Regions from separate parts of the Rattus norvegicus genome. Here regions 1 and 2 are each linked to region 3. The links are chromatin contacts, called in public Hi-C maps. All regions are on one chromosome and are shown on one strand. The core of a region is the stretch at or near the end of the contact, and the rest is flanking DNA. Distances in the headings are between cores, read along the strand shown.

The links. A called contact is a pair of places that touch in the nucleus more often than the background predicts.
Region 1: a Hi-C map of the Rat2 cell line shows a contact between it and region 3, with 3 times the contacts expected there. The contact joins two enhancer-like sites. A contact is called at or near these places in 5 of 12 Hi-C or Micro-C datasets (the Rat2 cell line, hepatocytes, kidney and 1 more).
Region 2: a contact with region 3 is called in a Hi-C map of liver, with 2.7 times the contacts expected there. The contact joins the promoter of Cers6 here to the enhancer-like site in region 3. A contact is called at or near these places in 5 of 12 Hi-C or Micro-C datasets (the Rat2 cell line, Schwann cells, hepatocytes and 2 more).

The regions. Positions count from the first base shown.
Region 1 is chr3:74,089,688-74,093,249 of GRCr8, reverse strand. All of the region lies in intron 1 of Cers6 (ceramide synthase 6), which reads right to left. Among named protein-coding and RNA genes, the nearest start is that of Cers6, 53 kb to the right of the region's middle. Within about 2 kb of position 1,754, at least 7 of the 93 cell types and tissues checked have an H3K27ac peak or open chromatin away from gene starts, as enhancers often do.
Region 2 is chr3:74,036,489-74,040,343 of GRCr8, reverse strand. It overlaps Cers6 (ceramide synthase 6), which reads right to left and starts at 1,483. Exons shown (of 10, transcript NM_001399363.1): 1 at 1,147-1,483. The coding sequence starts at 1,316.
Region 3 is chr3:73,965,802-73,969,430 of GRCr8, reverse strand. No RefSeq gene overlaps it. Among named protein-coding and RNA genes, the nearest start is that of Cers6, 71 kb to the left of the region's middle. Within about 2 kb of position 1,895, at least 6 of the 93 cell types and tissues checked have an H3K27ac peak or open chromatin away from gene starts, as enhancers often do. A contact at or near this core is called in hepatocytes and liver, where this site is marked.

The DNA of each region.
Region 1 (3,562 bases), core at 505-3,004, 120 kb before region 3:
ATGGAATACATGTAAGAAGGTGGTATTTTACTCCAGTGAATCTTGTTTTGAGAAGCCAAAGACAGTCTTTAAATTGTTCCCTTGTACAGATTTGTGAAAATGAAACTTTTTCCAGGACTTTTGAGCTGTACAGGACTCAAAATATCTGGAGGTTTCAATGCCTCATCATCTTTAATAAGGGGTTCTTCAAAGCATCGTCAGTGGACCCAAGAGCATTGACATCACCTGGGAGACATAAAAAAAAAAAAAAAAAAGGCAGAATCTCATGCTCAGATCCAGGCTGAGTCAGTCTGTATTTAAGCAAGATCCTCGAAGGGCCCTAAACACAGCATTGCTTCAGACAAGTGCTTCCTTTAATCCAGTGCCTCACCACGTGTGAGCTTCCTACAGGCTGTCTCAGCTCCACCAAAAACCCTGCTACAGTGCAAATTCTGAGGCCCTATCCCAGCCCTACTGTCAACGCCTCTGAGGGTAGGGCCCAGACATGCTTCTCACAAAACCTCCAAGCAGCTCAGATACATGCTGCAGCTTGAAAGCACCACACTAGCCTAGGCTTGAACAGCCTGGGGTCATGGAATGAGGGGACTCTCTAAAGCAGCTCATTTCATCTCTATGTAGAATGCCAAAAAAAAAAAAAAAAAAAAAAAAAAGAAAATCCTTCCTTAGAACTGAAACCAAATGTCTCGGGACAACTGTCAACCAAACAGTAAGCCTTGAGCATTCCCTCACAGTATTCAAACACAGCCATGGTTATCTGAATAAAATTTCTATACAGATGAAGGCATAGATGGAAATGCAGACATACAGTTTGGATACATGAGAACAAATAATACAGAAAGATAATTATATTTTATTGTCTCACCATTTATTAACATAGGGATACTAGAAATATAATTAACTGTATTGGATGTAATCAGGGTATAATAACCAATTTAAAATAAATCCTATGTATGTAGCGGTATGCATATACGCATATGCTATCATAAAATACCACACTAACCCAAAGATGAATTGAACTGTCATCTTTTTCATTCTGCAGGTCAAATGTCAAGAACCGGAAGCAACACACACTGCATTTCCAGTGAACCCATCATTCACTGAGATCATCATTCCAGCCCTGGGGATGTTGTATCAACATATATGTATACATATACATACACATAGACATATTCCTAGTCATCTTGCTTTATGTCCATGAGTGTCACTCTTTAAGTCTATCGATTCTTTTTCAACACCAAGTCTCTAACTTCACTTCCTTGTGTCTACAGCACACAACAATACAGGACTACTTGGCTAGGAGACTAAGACCTAGCTCCATAATTACTATTTCTTTTCATTAATTGCCTTTCATCCTGAAAAATGAGCTCCATGACTGCTCTAACTGTGCCAAAAATAACTCGGTGCGGTTTATTAAACAGCATTCAAAACAAAGCAAATATAAATCACCAGCTTTCTATGCCAATCACTGTTCATTAAACAGCATGATATCATCATATTATGGAACTGCAGAGAGAGACTCCACGTCCTTGGAGACTCCCTTTTACTTAAAAAAAAAAATACTACCTGTATCTATGAATATACACTACAGACTTCAGGAACACACATGAACTCAAAATTCAACGTAAATAGGTGAAGCTTGAGAGTGGCCTTTAAAGGGGAGGATGTGAAGGGAAAGGAGTCCCCTTGCAGGCACTCCGCCCATGTGCTGGCATAGCCAGCCTGGCCTTCCGAAGGCGTTAAATCCCATCCGTGTGCTGGCTGCCATCCAACAGCACAGCAGGCATGGGTTTCAGATGCAGTGGTATTCTCATTGACCGCCTTCTCAGGACACCTGACACAAAACCCTCAGGCCTTTGTGCTGTGCACATGTCTAAAGGCTGCTGCCTGTCTGAATCGAACCTCAAGAGCTCTCTTCCCCATGATTCTTTTGACCCCCTGTACTGCCCTGATCTTCCTGTAATTTTCTGCTATGTTTTGGACCTACGGACACTGATCTTATTCCACAGAACGGAATGGCCCCTTGGTTGCTTGTCTTCTGCCCACCCTCATGTTGGATTTTTTTTTTCTCTTGACTTCAATACCTCTTCCTGATCTTGTGTTATAGGAGAACATGTTGTTTGGAGCAGTAGCTTAATGGGAGCCATGATGAGCTTCTGTAGAACCAAGTTCAACTGCAAAACCAACACCCTGTGGTCAATGGAACAGAAAGGCAGAAACAGCCAGAATCTCTACTGGCTTCACAGAGCTACTCTATCACAGCGGGAACCTCTGGTCTGTGCGCTTTTTATCTGCTTAGTAGTCCCATTCCATCCAGCTACTGTCATGTGGAATCTGTTACATTCATCCCAAACCACTGGGTCCACAATTATGCCCATTCCTGGCATACATATGAACACCAGTTAAGCTGTATATAATTGGGTTTGATCTACTTAACTAGCTAGAAAACACACCTAAGCTCTTGTTATGGCCCTGTAACATTTTCTTTATTCAAAATGTTATCTAAGTCACATAGAGAATCACTTCCCAGCTGCCAATAACTGCTAATACCATCAGTGTAGCACAAAAAAAAAAAAAAAAAAAAAAACAAATAAATAGTAACAGAAAAGTATCTTTTCAAACGACATCGTAACAGAAGGGAAACATCACAGTAATTATGCCTTATAACTTTAAAACAAGCAGCAGATTACATTAAACAAAGTAACTGTGTTGTACTGGGAACCCCACAAAAATCACAGGCAGCAGATTACATTAAACAAAGTAACTGTGTTGTACTGGGAACCCCACAAAAATCTGCTGATTCATCTAGTTCTCTGCCACTGGGAAGATTAGGAGGTTTGCAGAGCCTGCCAGTCTAGTCACCACAGGCTTACCCTTCCCTTTCAGCATCCCAAACCAATACTGTGCTGCTGTTGTGTCAAGAACGGAGTGTGGCAAAACTGCAAGGATCAAAACGAAGAACAGTGCCAAAAGCATAAGATTTAATTAAATCAAAAATTCCACTTTCACAATAATTTTTCTAAAGACACTTACCAAAACAAGCTTTTGTTAGAGGAGCTTGGATGGCAGTAAAACCCTGCCCATGTTGGTTTGCCACTTTGGAAATATGGCTTCAAGCAAATCATATACTTACATTTTCATTCTAGAAAAATTAGGACCAGGCATACCTGAAGGTTGTTCCAGTTTTAGTTCGGATCTTTCCATAGGGCTGTCAGAAATAAGGGATCACGGGGCTCCTGGGCCTTGGGAGTTTGAAGGGGCCTCCAGACCACCAGGCTCGAGTGTTCCCAACGGCTGCCCTCGTAATGTCACGTCTTAGTTTAACAACATCCATCACTCATCTCTGACATTGGTGCAGGAATACCTCATCCCAAATAGACAGGGAAGTTGTATTAGCAACTTTCTAGAACCTTCTGAGGCTCTGATCATTTTCTCTTCCTCCTCCTTCCCACAACCTGCTCAGCTTATGCCTCATTCTTTCTTCTCTTGGTGAACTACAAGGTATTTGCTAGTTTACCAGTCATAACCAACATTTGTCTCCTGACATTTTACAAACTTTGAGCAT
Region 2 (3,855 bases), core at 234-2,733, 71 kb before region 3:
ATTTCAGGCAACAAAAGACACAGAAGATACCCTCTGACATCCTCAACAGTGGTTTTAGCCAAACCAAGAGTAAACAAGATAACAGTAGCAACCTGAGAAACAGCCAAGGTGAGCTGGAGGCAGGGAAGGGAGGTTGGAGTAGAAATGGATATTTGTGATATAAGAAATCAGCTTTCTCTGATGAATGGGGGTGGGAGGGAGGGAAGAGGAAGACGATTTTTTTTTTCAGTTTAAAGAAAGAAGTGTATTGCGCCGATTTTGTTTCATGAGTGAGTGTTGAATGCACAGCAGGCAAAATCTAGTTCCATGACTTAAGGCTGACTCAATGAGAGTAACACAAGTTTGTGTGCGGATTCAATGGCGAGATCTAACCAAATCGAGGACTCATACCAAGAATTATGTGACAATTCTTTTAACGTTTCAAGTGTCTTCCGGTACTAGCAAGAAGCTTATGATTAGTCACGGGGTTCTACTATCGATTCAAATGACTATTTTGATGGGCACCGGTCCTGTTTTGCCCTCTTTTAAAGAAACCAGTAATGATCCGGAGTGCTGTCGTCACCCATTTCACAGGACCGAGGGCCTAAAACTCGGTGTCACGGATGGAAGCCAGGGAGCTAGCTGAAGCCAAAGGTCCGGGCAAATTCTTCTGCAGCGCAGCCCGCGTGCGTGCGGGAGTGAAAGGGCTGGAAGTGTGTGCGCTCCTCCTCCCTCCGGGCCGCGCGTCCCCATCGTTCCAGGCTGTCAGGTGGGTGGCGGCGAGCCTCGGAGGAGAAGCCCAGCCTGGAAGCGCCTAGTGCGGGTCTGAGGGAGACCGCCGAGCCCCCGGCGCAGCGGTTCCCCGTGGCCAGCCTCCGCTCACCTTTGTTCGCCGGCCCTCTCTGGGACGAGGAAGCCAGGAAAGGAGGAGCGCAGGCGGCGACCAAGCGCTCCGCCGCCCCTTCGTGGCGCCCCGGAGGAAATCCGCGGTCGAGTTGGACCCTCTCGAGCTCCCCAGAAGCCAGCCCGGCCGAGGAATCCGGGACCCCACAGTGAACACAAAGGTTGGGAGGTGTGAGCCCTAGCGCGGGGGCGTGCGCCACGGAGCAAGCGAGTGTGCACGCGTGTGCGTGTGTGCAGGAGAGCAGGCACTCCGGCCCTTCTTACCTCTCGAAGATGAGCCGCACCATGAAGATGCAGAAGGCCAAGGGGAAGGCGAGGTAGAGGTCCTCCGCCTGCGGGAAGGTGGCTTCCTCCGTGTTCTTCAGGTCTGCCCAGGTGACATTGTGCGGAAGCCAAAACCGCTCATTCCAGAACCAGGCTAAGATCCCTGCCATCTTGCTTTGTCCACTCCTGTGTCGCTGCTCCCGCGTTCCTCCGAGCTCTCTGCAGCGCAGGGCACTGGGGATGCGCGCTGGGTTGGCCGGGAGCCTGTGCCGCTGCCGCTCCGCCTGCCGCCGCCTCCTCCGCGGCCGCTGCACTCTCAGGCTCGCCGATCCGCTCCACTCCTCCCTCTGGCCGCGCTGGGAAAAGGGCCGCCTCGCCTGTCACGTGGCAGCCTGGCCGCACGTCCTGATTGGCTAGTGTTCCTGTCAAGCACCGAGGCACACGCGGCCGGCTCGCCTACGCCCTGGGAGCTGCGGGCCGCGCTCAGGCGCTGGACCCGCACCTGGAGCGCGTCTTGCACCTCTGTCCCAGCCCCAAGTTGGGTCGCACCTAGTCAGGACGCCAGTTCCTGCCTCTTTGGAGTTTCTGCTCTCTTGTCCTCTTCCGGAGCGCAGGGAGGCGAAAAGGAGCCTGGCAGGGGCCGAGCTTCCAGAGAGAGCCCTGCTCTGAAAAAGAACCTCAGAAGAAGAAGTAGGGGGCGCAAAGGCAAAGGAGGAAGGAGTGGGAGGGGAAGGATCATCCTCTCTGGTGCTAAAAGAAAATCAGGAACTGGGGCTGGATGATTTGGCAAGAGACTTCTGCCTCCGACCCGAGCCTCACCCCCTCCTTTACCTTCCTGCCACGTTTCACACTACTGCTTCTCTTTGAGCTGGCTCCCCAAGGAACAAGGCCCCTAATTTTGATTTATGAAGTAGCACAAGAAAATAGGCATTTGTGATTGATTAATGAATTGCTTGGTGATCGTGTGTGGTGGTTTCAGTAGCTAGTAACAGCAGCATTATGGGAAACTGCTCCAGTAACCTCTGAAAATACTGTGGGAACCAAAATTTGACTTTGTTTAGATAATGGGGTGGGGCTGGTATTTATTCCTTCTCTCCCTCCCTTTAAACCAAGCTCTCAAGGCCTCCAGATTCTTGCCTCCTAATCTTTATTGAGCTTCCATTCATGCCTTCCCCACCCATCACTCAAGGTCAGCTGTGACTGCAAAGGTCAGCAGTCCCTGCCTTAATTCAGACTGCTTGACATATGGCTCAATCAGTGACAATGTATTTCTCATACTTCCAGAGGCAAACTCCAAAGTCAAGGTTCTAGGGAACCTAGTGGGTGGCAGACACCCTTCCTGGACTACTCCTGACAGGTGATTGTCGTCTCAGAGAAATTTCTTGTTGCAGGGACAGAGAATTCATCCTTGTATCCTCTTACTAGGGCACTAAGCTAGCCTTCACCCTCATAAGCTAATTACAGCCCAAGGTTTCATCCTCAGAAGCTAATTACATCCCAAGGGTTTAGCCTCCAAACGCCAGTGCATTAAATTTTGGGAGAACACATTCAGTCCCTACCAGTTTTCTTTGGATGGTCAAATGACTAATCTCTCCTCCAAACCTTTTCTTCCTGTGGTCATGGCTCAGGCCAAAAGGAAACAGTTGCTTGCCCCCTTCCTCTTGCTTGCATACCTCCTTTCTCACACCACAAATTCTTCCAAATCATTTTAAAACCATAACCTTACACTTCCACCACCTGCTTGGCTACCAGCTGATCTGAACAGTCATAACATTTCACATCTGAGTAGCCCTGTAACCACTCAACCCCCAGTTCTGTCTGTGTTCTGTGTCTCTTGGCCACAGTGATCAAGTTGAAATTTTGGTCAAATAATTCCAGTACTTAAACCCACTTCATCACTGTTCTCCCCCAAGCAGAAGTCAAAGCCATTTTAATGTCTTAAGACATTTGGCTTCTTATTCTCTGATCTCCTGTGTTCTCCTCCCTCTGTGTGACTCTCATGGCTCCCGGCTTTTTAACCATACCCACCCAGTCTTTGTGTGTGTGCTGTCCTCTGTCCATGGAACGTCTTTCCTAAAATATCTTTCTTCTCTGTCCTTCATTTTACTCTGGATAAAGCCTTCCCTTTGCCATCCAAGTTAATGTACAGCCATTACTCCCCAAAGCCATCGCCACCATCGACACAGCATATAGCATTATTGGTACTTTGCCTCTAAAATGTAAGCATATATATATATATATATATATATATATATATATATATATATATATAATCACCTAGGTGAAGCCTTGAATCCCAGCACCTGGGAGGCAGGCAGATCTCTGAGTTTGAAGCCAGCCTGGTCTATAGATCAATGAGTTCCAGGTCAGCCAGGTCTACACAGAGAAACCCTATCCTAAAAACAGAAACATAAAATTAAACTAAACAATAGAACAAACAAAAAAAAGTGTGTGTGTGTGTGTGTGTGTGTGTGTGTGTGTGTGTGTATGATCATAGGTGCAGGAGATTGTAATATATATATATATATATATATATATTATAGTTTTAAGTTTTAAAGTTTTTAACTAGTACATAGTTAAAAAGTTGAATTTTTGTCACACAATTCCAGTACTTAAACCCACTTCATCCCTTTTCTTCTATACCTAGTACATAAATTGACTTAATGAGCTGACATTACACTAACAAACTTCCTCCCCAAAGGAAAACAT
Region 3 (3,629 bases), core at 646-3,145:
GTAGTAGTAACAACAACAACAACCCTTCTGTTCACAAGCCCATAAGACAAGAATGGCTTCTGTCTCATCTTGTTAATGGAGTGCACACACTGTCATCCTCCTAGTACTGGATCCTATTAAACCACACTCTTCTTTTTGCTTTCAGAGAAACAACTCGGTGTGAGCACACTGTAATAATAGAAACATGAAAACAGCCCCATTTGCTAACATCAAAAGGCCTGGACTGATGAACTCAAACATCAGAAAGTAGGTTAATTTTTTTTTTTTATTCTCCTTGAGAGAGAGTGGGAGGTGAAGCAAATGGGGTGGACCAGTTAAGAAGCTGAGGGTTTGAAAACTGTGTCCTATGATACAAGGGAAAAACGGAGAAGCAATGTTCCACAGATAAGACCCACTCGAAATACGGGGATATAATAATGGAACCACTACAGTAAAGAACTCCTCTCTCAAGTTGTAGCACTTCACTGGGGACTTCCTGCAGCCACGGCATGCCTATTAGTTTCTCATTGGAGCAGCTGCGCTCAGTCTTTTTGGACTACAGCTCTTCCTGGATGACATTTAAATATGCAACCTTCCCACAGGAATGGCCAGATGTCAACAAGTTCAAAACATTTCATGTGTGTGCAGAAGTGAAACACCGGGGTGATTTGTAACGGTGAGTGGAGCTAAAGGTAGTTAGAGAAAGACTAGGCCGCCATTCCCAACACCTTCAGCTAGCACCACATCCTTTCTTCCGTCCAGGAAGGCTATGGGGTTAGATAGAAAATTTAGGGGAGGGCTGAAAAGATGGCTCAGCGGTTAAGAGCACTGACCGCTCTTCCAGAGGTCCTGAGTTCAAATCTCAGCAACCACATGGTGGCTCACAACCATCTGTAATGAGATCTGATGCCCTCTTCTGGTGTGTCTGAAGACAGCTACAGTGTACTCACATACATTAAATACATAAATAAAAAAAAAAAAGAAAGTTTAGGGGAGAGGCTTTGAATCCATTCTTTTATTCTTATTATTAATTAAAATATTTGCCTTAGCTGGGAAGTGGTGGCACACACCTTCAATCTCATCACTCAGGAGGCAGAAGCAGGCAGATCTTTTAGAGTTCAAGGCCAGCCTGATCTAGAGTGAGTTCCAGGAGAGCCAGAGCTACACAGATAGAAACTCTGTCTCAAAACAACAGCAACAACAACAGAACAACAGCAACAGAAACAAACCTAAAACCCTAAAGCAAAAAAAAAAAAAAAAAAATGCCAGTGGGACTTCTCGTTCCTATCAGTTATGGATGTGCCATTGAATAAATAGTAGGAAGGAGGGGGAAGAGAGAGGTGTTTTATAGGAAACAGAAACTGGGAAGCAAAGCAAGAGTGATAGGAGAACTTGAAAGCATGTGTCCTGCTACAGAACCTCTTGGCTTCCTTACTTAGTGGCTGCAGTTGGGAGACAAGGCGAGCAACTGACTTTATCCTTTGCCCAAAGTCCCAGGTCTGGGGTGCAAGGCCAGAGGACAGTCTAAGGTGAAGCAACAGATCCCAGGACTTCTTATGGGCATGAAGAAACTAGAAAAGAGGTCTCCTTTTTTTTTTTTAATGAGACTGGGATTATCTTGTCATCTAGGCCGGCCTCCCCTTTAGGGTCTCCCCCACCCCTCACTCCCTCGTGTCAGGGTTCCAGGTGCTTTTGATAGCCAGTCTAAGGCCCTAAAACACTTTCCTGGACTCACTGAGAAAACTGTTCTCACTTACTGTCTGATTACCAAATACCTTCACTTGTAAACATGTCCATTTCCTAAAAGTTCACTGTTTCAAAGGAGAGCATCTGTTTCGAAAGACTTTTCATATTGCAATCTGTAACAGCACAAACTATTAAGTAATTCGGTAGGAATTTCAACATTAGGAAAGGGCTGTGTGTCACAGTTATGCCAGGAAACAGCACATTCATGGACTTGATCGTTGTGGGTTAGTAAGGAGACTCTTATTGACAAAAGAATGAGTTCAAGAGAACCAGGCGATAAAGTCCCTGCTATTAGTACTGCTGGGACTGCTAATACCAGGTCCTCTTAATCCCTGGTCCTGCAGGGGTCGGTGTGTGTGAAATATTATGTGGCCTCTCCCAGGGAGACATGAACAAACCTTTATTCATTCCACATAAGACACCAAAGACAGACCAAACAGTTCCACCCAAATCCACTTTGGTGAAGCAAGGGGTTTATTGGGGTTCCTTACAGAAGCATCCAGAAGGGGTTTCCATATGAAATGAATGACTTCAAGGCAGAGGCATCACTGGAAAGCCTGCCCAGCTGGTATGAGTGACCACCCAGGGAAGCTGTAACTCAAAAGTTCTCAGGCTGATTTGCAGCAAATCCACAGGGATGCATCCCCTCCCCCGGCCCTGCCCTGATTTTATAACCTTAGACTGGGGGCCCTGTGAGTCTTTAATGGTCTGAGATTCTTCAGTCTTGTGATTCTCCCTCCTCCCTCCAGGAGGGAATGTTTCAATTCAGAGAAAATAGCAATACAACAGCAGTGGGGAGCTATGAAGTTTGGTGAGTGGTGAGTGGCAGGAGCTGGGGCTGAAGGGAGAGAGAGCAGACACCAGGCAAGCACAGTTAGGCCAGGAGGTTTGCAGGAGATGGCTGAACTTGAGATTCGGTTGTTTGTGGGGCTCCCACAAGTCCAGAAGCCAGAGGGAACAGGAAGAGGAGAGTGAAGGACTTGGAGACCAGAGCAAGGTGGAAAATGGAAAACACAGTCGAGATAGGATAAGGGGCGAATGAGCTGCCCAGAGCACTTCTGCAGAGCTCACCCTACATACCCTCCTTCCCCTTTCATCCCTCTGTGATCATTGGCAACAGTTAAAAAAGGAGAATTGAAAAACTATACTTTCTGAACATCACAGTACTCACCATTTTGATTTGGGGTGATTTCCTTTACTGGTGGGTAAGCAGACCACGCCCCTGGATGTTAATAGCCATAAGAGGCAATCAATCTACATAGTCTGAATAAATGTTGAATCCTTCCCTGACCGCAAATATGATCTGGACATAAGTCTATCTTATAATTCGGTTTCTGCAGACAAAAGGCCACGGAGATTAACAAATTGTTCCCAGGCTTCCCCTCCACTTTAATTGCACGAGGACCCATAATCTGCTGGACTCAAGAGCTACGCTTCCCACTTACATAGGGCTGGCAGTCTTTGCTCATCAGCTCTGAAGAGGCTTGAAGTGAAGCTCCAAATGGCAAAGAATAGCAGCTTGAAAATTAACAAGTCCCCAAAGGTTTCGTCTCGCTGTAAGAGTAAAATGATTTATTCTGGCATTTTGACAATCTGTACAGATGGCTCAGGGAGACGCTTGGGAGCAAGACTTTTACCTCTCCAGGACTTGTGGCTCTCCTCGAGTTATTCACGATGCCGGAGGGAGCCTAGCACTCTTCAGGTGCTGTAATCCTGCCCTGGCAGCCCTCACACAAATCCCTAAAGTTTATTACGTAGTTAACTCGTGTTTTTGTTAGCACGATGTTTATTTGGATACAGTTTGTACGCAGGGAAACAGTTCTGCATTCAGACATGTCTAAAGAAAGACTAGATTAAACAAATAGAAGTATAAATGGTTTTCCTATGATAGAACCTTACGCCCA